2 separate regions of the Mus musculus genome follow, and region 1 is linked to region 2. Evidence: chromatin contacts called from public HiChIP or PLAC-seq data. All regions are on one chromosome and are shown on one strand. Each heading gives the region's core, a stretch centred on a gene start, on an enhancer-like site or on the middle of the called end of the contact. The rest is flanking DNA. Distances are from core to core; before and after follow the strand shown. Region 1 overlaps Pcnx2 (pecanex homolog 2). Region 2 has its middle 43 kb from the start of Gm30713.

What was found. HiChIP or PLAC-seq counts read pairs in DNA pulled down with a chosen protein or histone mark.
Region 1: a contact with region 2 is called in an H3K27ac HiChIP or PLAC-seq map of trophoblast stem cells, with 4 times the contacts expected there. The contact joins two enhancer-like sites. A contact is called at or near these places in 1 of 484 Hi-C or Micro-C datasets (bone marrow-derived macrophages), 1 of 115 datasets of contacts at active chromatin or transcription factors (trophoblast stem cells) and 1 of 9 other capture datasets (embryonic stem cells).

What each region holds. Positions count from the first base shown.
Region 1 is chr8:125,823,675-125,829,526 of GRCm38.p6, reverse strand. Pcnx2 (pecanex homolog 2) reads left to right here. Exons shown (of 34, transcript NM_175561.4): 18 at 1,392-1,484; 19 at 2,458-2,608. Among named protein-coding and RNA genes, the nearest start is that of Gm51603, 16 kb to the right of the region's middle. Within about 2 kb of position 1,721, at least 9 of the 459 cell types and tissues checked have an H3K27ac peak or open chromatin away from gene starts, as enhancers often do. A contact at or near this core is called in trophoblast stem cells, where this site is marked.
Region 2 is chr8:125,339,238-125,345,565 of GRCm38.p6, reverse strand. No RefSeq gene overlaps it. Among named protein-coding and RNA genes, the nearest start is that of Gm30713, 43 kb to the left of the region's middle. Within about 2 kb of position 1,400, at least 101 of the 459 cell types and tissues checked have an H3K27ac peak or open chromatin away from gene starts, as enhancers often do. A contact at or near this core is called in trophoblast stem cells, where this site is marked.

The DNA.
Region 1 (5,852 bases), core at 472-2,971, 480 kb before region 2:
TGGTGCTTTGCAAGTGTGAGGAATGAGAACAGGACCTAGACAGATTCCTCTAGGCTTCCAAATCAGATTTCATTTGCTAGAGACAATGCTAAGATAAGTCAAATCTTAAATCATTGTTTTTTCCTAGCTAGCTTTAACTGTCAGCCTGGCACAGCCCAGAAGGGAGAAGGGAGAAGGGAGAAGGGAGAAGGGAGAAGGGAGAAGGGAGTGTAGATTGAGGCCTTACCTAGATCAGATGGGCCTATGAGGCCATCTTTGGGGATTGCCTTGTTAATCAGCATAGGAAGGCTTGGCCCACTGTGGGCAGCAACATCCCCTAGGCAGGTGGTCTGGGACTGTACAAGAAAGCTAGCTAAGCATAAGCATGTAAGGGAGCTAGCAACAATGTTTCTTCAAGGTTTCTGCTTAACAGCATTGCTTCAGTTCCTTCTTAACTTCCCTCAATGGTGTGAGGGCAAGTCGCCCTAATCTAGGCTGCTTTCACTTTTGATCATAGTGAAAGAATTGGGTGGTGCGTTATCCCTTTAATTCCCCCCATGCTCACAGTACTCTGACTTACCAGAGAAAGTTCAGAACAGGCACACTGGGTGTATGACAGGAGAAGGTGTGGGGATCGTGGTCTTCCTGAACCACCCACTTTTCCACACCCATGGTCACACCCACCACACAGGGTTGGTGTTTGTATTCTCTTTATTGTTTCCACTGTCTGTGTCCAGCTTTACATGTTAACACAGGCATCCAGCTAGCAGCATGACAGGGAAGAGACAACACATTATTTCCATTTTAAAATCAATGAAAGAAAGCCAGGCGGGTGACACCTACAGTCCCAAACTGTGTGTACTGACTGAAGTAGCTGGGAAGCTGTAGTTGGTTGTTTGGTTTTGTTTGTCTGTTTGCTTATGGATCTGATGGTTGCATGGAAGTGTACAGCATGGTCCAAAATATAATGTGTGCAAGGCTTCTGTCTGGTATTTCCAGTTTGTATGTTGACCTCCAAAGCCACCCAGGACCTCGTAGAGACTGTTAGCATCAGTCCTGCTTTCTGAGACTCTGTGAGTTGGGGGGCTTTGGGAGGTCTGTGGGGACTCTGTATCCCATGAGTTTGTGGGAAGGAACCTTAGGCCTCTTATGTGTAGACATGTTTGTTCTCTCCATTGAAGTGCATGTATGTTAATCTACTAGCACCATACCTGCCTCCCTCTCCCTTAGACATCCCCAGTGGGATCCAGTGACTAAGCTAGTAGATGGTGCCATTGGGGTGTTCCAGGACACATGGGTCTGACATACAGAAGAGCAGTGTGGAGTGTTAGCATCCTGCCGCTGACTCGCCTGGCAAGCGCCTCCGAGGAAGCCACACAGAGCTGACCTCACAGCCAATCTTCTCTTTCTAGAAGGATGTCCTGAGATCAGACCTTGTCATCTGCTCAGCCGCTGCTGTGCTCTCCTTTGCAGTCAGTGCCAGCACTGTCTTCCTGTCCTTACGGGTAGGTGGCCCCAAGGCTCGGCTCTCCCTTGCTTGTTCTCTTGATAGGGGCTAGGCATGGAATGAGGGTACAGAGGGCAGAGGAGCCAGGGAAGAGGGTCAAAGAACACACACACAAAGAACTATGTCCACGAGGAGACTCGGGTAACCTCTTTGTGAGTCATCTCCTGTCCCTGGGGGAGTCGTTTTGTCCTTAAGAGTGATAGGACAATTTGTAATCTCGGACAGTTGTCATTGTGACAGGCTGGGAACAGACACCAGATCTCCCTCAGTAGAGAGAGAGGTCACTGTATCTGAGCTGAGCCACAGTGACACAAAGACCATTTGGAGATATATATACATATATATATATGAATATATATATATATATATATATTCATATACATATATATATTCATATACATATATATATTCATATACATATATATCTCCAAGGACTCTGCCTTACAGTTCTTACAGAATATTGTTGCCTTGTCACAAACATGGGACATTCATGGCCACATCTTCCCTGGACTGTTTTATCAACTGAGTGTGAGTGTGCTGTTCTCTACCTCTGAAAAAAAGTCTTAGGGTATGATACAGGGGACAGAATTCTCACAGTCTCTTCCAGGGGTCACTTCCCGACCCTGTTCTTAGCAGCTCTCAGCACATAGGTCTTCCTATGAGAGGAAAGAGGGTGGGGGCAGGCTCAGTCAGTACTCTGGTTGTCTTAGCAGCCTTCCAGCCAGCCTAGATTGTTCAGTGAATTCCAGGCCAGCGAGAGACTGTCTCAGAAAACAGAGATGATGAATGGCCCTTGAGGAATGACATCCAAGATTATCCCCTGACTTTCTCATGCATACACGTGTGTGCACACCTCTACATACATAAAATGCACAGGCCAAAAAAAAAAAAAAAGTGGGAGGGAAGGCCTGATGGCAGATGCCTACATCACTCACTCAAGAGTTGACTTTTGACCTCTCTGTCCTCTGCAGCCTTTTCTCAGCATCGTGCTCTTTGCCCTGGCGGGCACCGTGGGGCTCATCACCCACCATCTGCTCCCTCAGCTACGGAAGCACCACCCCTGGATGTGGATCTCACATCCTGTGCTCAGGAGCAAGGAGTACCAGCAGCGGGAGGCAAGAGGTCAGTGTCGTAGTCTCAGGGGGGACAGCAAAGCAGTGGGCACGCCTCTCATGGCACAGGGGCACAGCTCTGTGAGTGTGATCAGTGCCACGGTGCCTCACGCTTCAAAGGAAGCAGGGTTCACTGCGTGTTTGCCCATGTTACAAAGATGGAGTCTAGGCGATGCACAAAACAGGCTGCTCAGGTGGAATAGGAAAGAAAGTCTGTCAAATTAACTATGAAGTTCTGTTAGAATAGTCATTGCTTACTGATTCCATAGGGAAATTAGCATCCATTGCTCATGCTTGAAGGTTACAATTCTGGTTTATAGTGACTGGGCACTAAGGAGAGAACCACTTCATGCTTGACCACTAACTACCAGGCTCTGGATTCTTGAGTTTCTGTGAAAGAGCTTTGTATAGAGAGCAGCTGTGTCTACAGGGGTTGGTGTAGCAACTCCCATGGGAGAAATAGCCTGGTGCAAATGGCAACCTCAGAGCTTCATATAAAAAATACATTTCTCGGGAGGCAGAGGCAGGCGGATTTCTGAGTTCGAGGCCAGCCTGGACTACAGAGTGAGTTCCAGGACAGCCAGGGCTACACAGAGAAACCCTGTCTCGAAAAAACAAACAAACAAACAAACAAACAAAACCAAAAAACAAACAAACAAACAAACAATCCCAAAACATTTCTTCCGGAAGGTGGGGATGAGGCTTGGTTGGTGGAATCCTTGTCAAGCATGCAATAAAGAACATCAAAAAAACCCTATTGGTTTAATCCCTTGCACTGTGTAAATTGAATGGGTTGCACATGCCTGAAATCCCAGCACTTGGGAAGTGGATTTAGGAAGATCAGAAGTTCAGGGTCATCCTTAGCCACAGAGTTTGAGGATGGCCTGGGCAACATGACCTTTGCCTCTAAATAAAAACAGAATTTAGAAGTGTTAACTGGGTCCAACTCTGTAAGCACGTTTGCCCTGCATTTTCCTGCCCCATGCGTGAACAGATGGAAGAATGAATGACCTGCTCCTATTTTCAGACATTTAAAATGAATTCCCAGGAAATACTAAGGTGTTGAAATTGCCTAGAGCTGCTGGGTGCACACTGTCAGCTCATTCTGACCTGTTGGTTGCCGAGCATTCAGCTGTGCACCAGGTGGGCGGAGGCACCGAAGGACTCCGGGAGGCTCTGGATTCACCTAAGCGGCCTAAGGTGACAGGGGAGGTCAGGAAAAGTAATGAGAAGAGGGAAGGAAGAGGTGGTAAGGTCAGTGGTGGCACTGGTCAGTGGTGGCATCCAGCAATGAGAGCCTGTGGCAGGCAAGGGATGGCTCTGGCTGGGGGCAGAAGCTGCCTGGATTGCAAAGAGTACGAGATAGAGAAGGGGCAATGGGTGAAAAGTGTGTCTGAAACCTTTACCTTCGGAGAAGAAATGAACGCTCACAACCCAGGCTTCGGTTTCCACAGCTCCTCCCTGAAGGAGAGTCAGGCCACAGGCCCAGGCTGGTGTGCTTTTTAACATTCTCAGTGATTCCATGGTGTGCTGTTTGAGCTCAAACTATTGCCATTTTACAGACCTGAGTGGGATAGACTAGAGCGGTGCCTTGGAGGAAAGTCCTGTCTTGCTTTGCTTTCTTCTACTGTCGTAAACACCAGGCCACAAAGCAAGTCATGAAGGAAAGGGTTTTATTTCATCTTATGACTTTCAGGTCCCGCTCCTTCACAGAGGGGAATCAGGTCAGGAACTGAAGCAAAGGCCATGGAGGAGTGCTGCTTACTGGCTTGTTCAGCCTGCTTTCTTAGAGTACTAGGACACCTACCCAGGGATGCCACAGCCCACCATGGGCTGCCCACTCTCCCACATCAGTCATCCATCTAGAGAATGCCCCCACAGACATAGCCACAGGCCACTCTACTGGAGACAATTCCTCAAGTGAGAGTCCCTCAAGAGTGTCCAATTGACAAGAGGGTCCCTCAGGATTGTCCAGTTGACAAGAGGGTCCTTCAGGATTGTCCGGTTGATAAGAGGGTCCCTCAAGAGTGTCCCCTTGACAACTGAAGCAACAGTGACACCTGCAGGCAGAGGGTGGATGTTATTTTCTTCTTTCTGCAGCAAATATACCTAACCAAAGAAACTTAAGGAGGGAAGGTTTGCTTGGGTTCTCCGTGTGAAGGAGCACTTCATCTTATCAGGGAAGGTCTGACCTCCAGGGGCTGGAGACAGCTGCTCTCATGGCATGCATGGTCAGAAAGCAGAGACAAATCAATGCCAGTTGATCCAGTGATCGGCTTTCTCCGTTTCCTTCAGCCCAGGCCCCAGGCCGTGGAAGGGTGTTATCCATAATTAAAGAGGGTCTCTCACCTCAGTAAGCCTAATCTACATCATCCCCTCACAGCTATGCCCACAGGCTTATGTCCCCTGCGATTCAAGTTGACAGTGAATATTAGTTATCGCAGATGGATATTCAGATAAACTAGAAAATACATGGGATTCTGTAACCGAGTGCTGAATCTGGTACATGGGTGCTCTTCAGTAAATGTTGGTTGAATGAACAAACAATTTGCCCGTTGTGCTGTAAAGTCACAGAAGGAAGGGAGGGTCCCTGAAAGCTGGTGTGTGCAGGGGGTTGGGGGGAGAACATAGGAAGGTAGAGGGCAGGTGGGAGAACACGCTGAGAAGCCTGCTTGGTGGGGAAACGTGTGAACTTTAATTTTTGATGCATTAGAATAAATGAGTGGGGATTATATTATGTAAATTATATTATGTAAATTGTAAAACACATCGATTGAGAATCTCATTTAAATAGCAATTTTTCCTTTAAAAGAAAAAAAAAGTACTATTGACGATTCTGTAACAAGCCCCAGACTCGTCGTTCTCTGTGAGCTCTACCTTGCACTGTGGTGAAGCTGGTCTCTGCTGCACACTGACTGGTTTCTGCGTGTGACAGACGTGGCTCGGAGGGATGCCGCCTTCTCTCATGCATCTTTCACGTCTGTCAGAGTGACTGAGATTGCAGCAGTCAAATAGAACAAACTGTAATGAGAGGCAGCAGCTTCCTGTCAGCCCAGCCCCTCCCTTCTCTGATGCCTCCTTTCTAAGAAAAATCGACTTCCTCTCGGATAGCCTGTTGATTCTTCTAGATAATGCTTGTGCGTTCGTTCTGTGCCTGGGGTGCATCTGATTTGCCTATCTGTTGTCTTATGGAAGAGGCACTTCACTCCCCTGGTCCAGCTGGCCTCTCGGGTTGTTTGAGACCCTTATCTCCC
Region 2 (6,328 bases), core at 151-2,650:
AGGCCCAAACATGGCAAATATGGCTCTGGCAGACCTTGATCTTCTCCCCCATTCCCTCTGCCTTGCTAAAACCCAGTTAGATTCCTAAAGCTAGCCACCAAGGTCTATTCCTTTATTTGGCAACTTCCTCCTCCTGAGGCTGACCATCAAGGACCAGCAATCAAAGTATTGAAGTCCAGCAATCAAAAGCCCACTTTGGCTCACCTAATTAACATGCTCAATTAAAGTTAAACACTTCATCCTAACGCGGGGCTTTCCTCTTTCCCTTTATAAACCACCATTTGCCTATGGGCCACATCTCTCTCCTCTCTATCCAGAGGCAATTCTCTGTGTCCCACCCACTCCAGTACAAATACCCCTCCCCCCTCTTGTGAATGAATGTTTGTCTACTTGTGTGTCTGTGTACCATTGGCATGCTTGATGCCTGTGGAGGCCAGAAGAAGCTGTCAGATCCCCTGGAACTAGTGTTATGGGTGGTTGTGAGCTACCATGTAGTTCTGGGGACTGAACCCTGGTCCTCTGTAAGAACAATCAGTGCTCCGAACTGCTAAGCTCCCCACACCCCTCACCCATGCTCAAACTGTTTTATGACAGCAGCAGAGAGAAAACTAGAACAGGGTGCCGGAGAAAGTGGCGAGATAAATGCTCGTCTTCTCAGCCGTCTCCTCAGCCTGCCTCCGAGTGTCCTGCGGTTTCAGGGCAGAAGAGGGAACTCTCTTAATTATTTATTATAATTTTCCTATGGTTTACTACCTTACATATTTTATGCCTGACAAATATGCGGCCTGAAAAATCTTCCCCACAAATCAAAGATGACTTGATGGTTTTGTGGAGTTAAAGTTTTTAATCCCGAGGGAGCACATGAGCATGTGGGGTATTTCTGGGGGTTTGCCTTGTGGATGTTGCAGTGGGGTGATCATCTATGTGCGGGCACTGGCCTGAAGTCTGGGATCCCAGGGGAGGAGGGCAAAGACATCTCAGGTATTTAGAAGCAGCAGTGAACCCAGGGGAGTGACCTTCTCGGCTATCAGACACATCTCCAGGTCCCAAGACAGAAACCTAAGCCTTTTCCACAGCTCAGAGGCCCAGAGTGCTCAGCACCTCTCTGATCTTTTATCCCTCTCTCCTGCCCGATTACTGGAGGCTGAGGAGAGGACAGTGGCTGGCTCTGATGTGGAGCTCAGAGCAGCCCACGGAATATCCCTGACAGGCGCAGTGTGGCTGCCAGACAACCAGGCTTGCTAGCTTTATAGAGACTCTCTTGCCTGAACCCTCTTTCAGAATACTTCATCTAAGTTGCCACAGGATGTGACCAATGCCTCAGGATGCCACCCACAGATGTTTGAAGGGTCCCTGGGGGGCAATAGAGACCTCTCATCCCTTCCTCTGCTAGCTCGGTGACGAAAGAGCCGGGTGAGTGAGTCAGACGTGGGCAGAGATTGTCACACATAGATCAGTGTGTTTACATCCTAGAGCAATTGGAAGAAAAAAATAACTTGTTGTATCTCTCCACAAGTTGATGACTCATCCATTCCTTGCGACGTGTTTTAGCTAAGAAGTAATAACTCTTCATTAGGAGGCTGCCCAAGGGTGCTGAGTTGCCATGGCAACGGCCCTTCACACAGACAGACGTTCATGATCTCCCTAGGTATCTCTTCATCTGACATCATTCCAGGACATTCAGTATTTGGACCGGAACATAGAAGTATGGCAGACATTTGTTTACAAGGATGGGCATGTCTGTGGCGGTGCCTGAGTACCCGAGAAGGGCAATTTGTCAATTTATATGGGGTAGAGATATATTTAGTCCTTGGTTATGGAAACTAGGAAGGCTGGGAGCATGGGGTTGACGTCTTCTCTGCTCATGATGAAGCAAAGGGTGTCACATGGTGAGACACGGCAAGCTGGTCAGAGGAAGTGAAGGTGCTAAGGAAGCCAGTCCTGAACAACCTGTCACTTGGTTAATGCTAGAGTAAAGGAGAGTGTTCAGTATCTCCTCCTTTCGGTAGTGCTTCCCTGGGGACCAGGTTTCTAAGGCTTGGACTTTGTGGAATATATAGCAGGGTGCATATAAGTGTAATAGATGTATGTGTGTATAATATATGCGTATATATATTACATGTATAATACATATCATATAATACATGTATTAAATAATATATTGCATGCATATATGAATATATTACACATGTGATACATATTGTATAACACATGTGCATTATAATAATACATATCATATATATGTATGTGTGTACATATGCAATATAATGACACTATATAATTATAATATAGATGCTTTCTCTAGGCTGGACAGGACCCTTGCCATCTTGAAGTAGAATAGCTGTGATCCTCATGAGATCTGGTCTGTTAATGTTCCTGCATGGAGGAATGGGAAGAATTCACCAGGCAAAGGAAGCACAAGGCCTCCCAAATACCCCCACGAGTTCCCTCCTCTCCCAAAGATGTCAGTCACTATTAAGTATGAAATAAAGAGTTGACTGGGCTGGGACTTGCTGTCAGCGTGGCTGCCCTTGAGTGCTCTTGTTCCTGTAAACAATCTCCACAGAGCCACCCATTCACTCCTTGGACGAACACTTCCCTTTGGCTTGTTGATGTCCTCTCTATTTGGGATGAGCTGGTGCCACTCGGGTCTCCCTGGGAGGGGGTGGCTAGATGGTCTCTGGTAACCTGGCTGCTCTCCGCTGCCTTCTCCAGCAGGAGGTACCACACAAGCCTCATCGAAGCTCCTCACTAACTCTGGCTCCGTGTCCAGGCAGCCAACAGACTCGGGTTCTTCTGACTCAAAACGGAAAGGAATTCCAAAGATGTGGCTGCTCCCACTCTGGTGTACTATCAGCCATGCATGGAGCCTGACAGGGAGGAGGGCAGCTGCAGCCACAGCTGAACACTGGAGTCACCCGTGAACCAGAGCCCAGTACCACTCAGGGAAGGGGAACAGGCCAGAGACATTGGTGTGGAGGCCCGCAGCCTCAGGCAGGGCGAGAGTGGTTTACACAGGTTGTGGCTCACCATCAAGGGGCTATCATCTTGGTCCTTTGTGGGTCAAGAGAGTGAAAGTTAGATTTGAGAGTTTAAGGACAACCTCAAGAAGGCACGTGTATAAATAAGAAGGCAAGACTTCCAGTAGCTTCCTTCTTCTGCTGACCAAGGACTCTTTGTATCAACTCGTAAAACAAACTATTGTAAACTCTTCCAGCAGCAGCATCAGTGTGCTGTGAAGTACAGTTCTGTGTTGGTGAGGAGCCCTGGGGTATCTCTACCGCACATTGCAATCTTTCTGTAATAGTCAGGTGATGGTAAGCATCGGTCAGGACACAGAATCACTGATCTGTCCCTGTTTTAATCAACATAATCAGTGGTCACCAGGACTCAGGAAGATAGCTATTCTGTGTTACAAGGGGTCAGCCTACATCTTATGCTGAGTCCTTTTGAAACCCCAGTCCAAGGTATTCCAGTCACTGAAGTACACTAGGTCTTTACCAGATGTGCTCTGTGTGCTCGGCTCTGGCCTGTCCTCCTCTGTCCCCAGACAGCAAATTCCCTTCGGGTGGGAGAGATAGCAAAGGAAGAACTTACAAGGCACCTGGCATGCTTGTCTGTGCTGACCGTCCGACTGGCACGGCTGGCATTAATTGGTTTATTCTGACATCCCTAAGCAGTGTGAGTGCCAATGAGAGCTTACCTCACATAGATGAGAGCCTCAGGAGAGAGAGAGAGGGTGAGGAGCTTGCTCAAGGTCACACAGCCAGCTGGAGGAGGAAGCATGATTCACTCCCAACAATTCCAAAGTGGCCCTGAGCTATTTTCAGCTACACTCCTCAATCTTTTGAGTCTCTGAACCCTGCAAACAACATGGTGCCTGCTGAGAGCCCTTCTGGCCAGCCACCCCCAGAGGGGGAAGTAGAGTCTAGGGAACATGGAGATAAACTGTGGCTAGTTACCGGTGCAGGTAGCAACCAGCACCTGCCTTGTCGATAGTGATCAAATAGCCACGGTAAGAAGGAATCCTGATCTGAGGAGATGGCTCAAGGAGGCAGAGTACTTACTGGGTGGCTGTGACAGTCTCAGCTCAGGTGCTCAGAACTCACATGAGGCCAGACTCAGCAGCCCACACGTGTAATTCCTGTTCTCATGGCGAGTTGGGAGGCTGAGATAGTAGAATCTCTGGCTTACCTGGTGTATACAATGGTGAACATTCTGCCCCAACATGATAGAGAGCAAGGACTAACACCCAAGGCTGTCCTCTAACCGCCAAATGCATTCTGGGACACTTGAACACTTGCATCTATACACCTGTACTCATGCACACAAGCACCTATGCTCATACAAACACCTGCACTCATACATGCAAACACACATGCTTGTCACTCATTATCATGCATATACATGAATATACATGTGCATATACATCATACATGAACATAAACATACATATCATCATCCATACATGTGTGCATATATACAACAAAAGATTAAGAAAAAAAAAAGAACCATTCCCCGCCCCATATGTTTTCAGGGGACTTCAGGGAAGATTCTGCTGTCATCAAAAATACATATTCAGACGGAATCTGTGGTTCCCAGAGTGCTGGGATAGGTTCCCAGATGGGCAGCACTGGGGAAGCACACAGATCCACAGAACTGAATGCCAAGACATTTTATAATCTAGTTCCTTCCCTGGGGCATGGTCCAGGCAAGGCTGTCTTGAGCCCATGTTCACACTAAAGCTTACAGGTGTTTGTTAATCAAATATCTATTATGAACATGATAGGTATAGCGCCTGTTCAAGGTCTAGGGATCCAAGGTGAGAACAAGGGCTTATCCTGCCCTCTGTGAGCTTGTGTTTAAGTCATGAAGGATAGACACTAAATGGCAAGTGGCAGACAAGGAAGATGACATCTGCAGGCATTGCATGTGGTGAAGGATGACGGGGCAGGTAATGAAGCAGCAGATACTGAAGCCACACTTCAAGGGGACAGGGTCAGGGAAACTTTCCTAAGAGATGACATAGCAGAGCCTCCTGGAGCCAGCAACTCTAAAAGCATCCTGGAAAGATGGCTTCTACAAATGAGAGAAGCGCTTTGAGGTGGGATGGCTTCATTTCCCAGGGACTGACTGTTAACAGCACTGAGCATGGAGTGAGTTCTCACGCAGAGGACCCATAGCCAAAGCTGTAGTGTGAACTTGCTCTCTGTGCAGCAACGCACACTGGAGGGGGCTGGACAGGAAGTAGAAAGATCATATCCACTTGTAAAGAAAATTTGACCTTTAGGTTCCCTTCAGCAGCTTCAGAAGTCCTGGAGACAGGTGCCAAGCTCAACTTTAGCACTAAAAGACTTTCCTTCTGTCTGTAGCTTATTATGTTGAAAATAAGCTTGACTCACTAAGATTAAACACTACAAAGAGCTGTCCCCCCCAGCATCCCTTTCTCTCCTTTTTATTTGGCGCACACGCACACACACACACACACATACACACAAAACCTCCTAATGCTGCAATTCTGATCATGGTGTACTTTTTAATTAAGAAAGTATATCAAACATAAAAAGACTCTGGGTCAAAATGGGCAAGCCATCTTCACTTTAATTGATGTGACCGCGGCCATTTAGATATTTCATATTTGTTATTAAGCCTGCAGGGAAAGTGGGCACCCCAGGTCATCAGACCAACAGAAAGGGAACCGCTCGTCTAATTTAGGTCTAATTTGGATTAGTGCTGGCTAAGGGTTCTGTAGGTCAGCCAGGCCTATGTCATCAGAGAACAGAAAACAAGACAGTTATATTTCATACTTTAACCTAGCCACTCATGTCCATGGGAGATAGAGCCCTGTGGGTGGCAAGACTGTTTCATTCTTAAGACTGGTTGGAAATTTGCTGCAGTGAGTTCCATAGCTCCATGCTTCAGTTTCATGATGCCCACCACAGGCAGCTGGGAAAATGAATGCCAGCAGCCGCCTAATTAGATGACCCCAGCTAAGGAAGACAGGGCCTGTTACACAGAACACTCTCTCATACCCTCTGCCAGCTCCTGCTCACAGTGGAGTCTGTAATGCTCTGATTTCTACCTTTGAGTATCATAGAAGGGCAGAAAATAAAGGAAGAAATTGCTTATTTACCTGTTAACTTCTACTATAGATGGATCTTGGACACACGTAAGAATCTGACTCCAATCTAAATGTAAGAGGGGTGTCATGGGAAGGAGTGTTCTATCCATCATGAAGAGTTCCACGCAAACTGTTCAGCCCTCCTGGACTTCTGACCCTTCCACCCAAACCCAAAGGACAAAAAAACAGGAAAAGGGGCATGAAGTC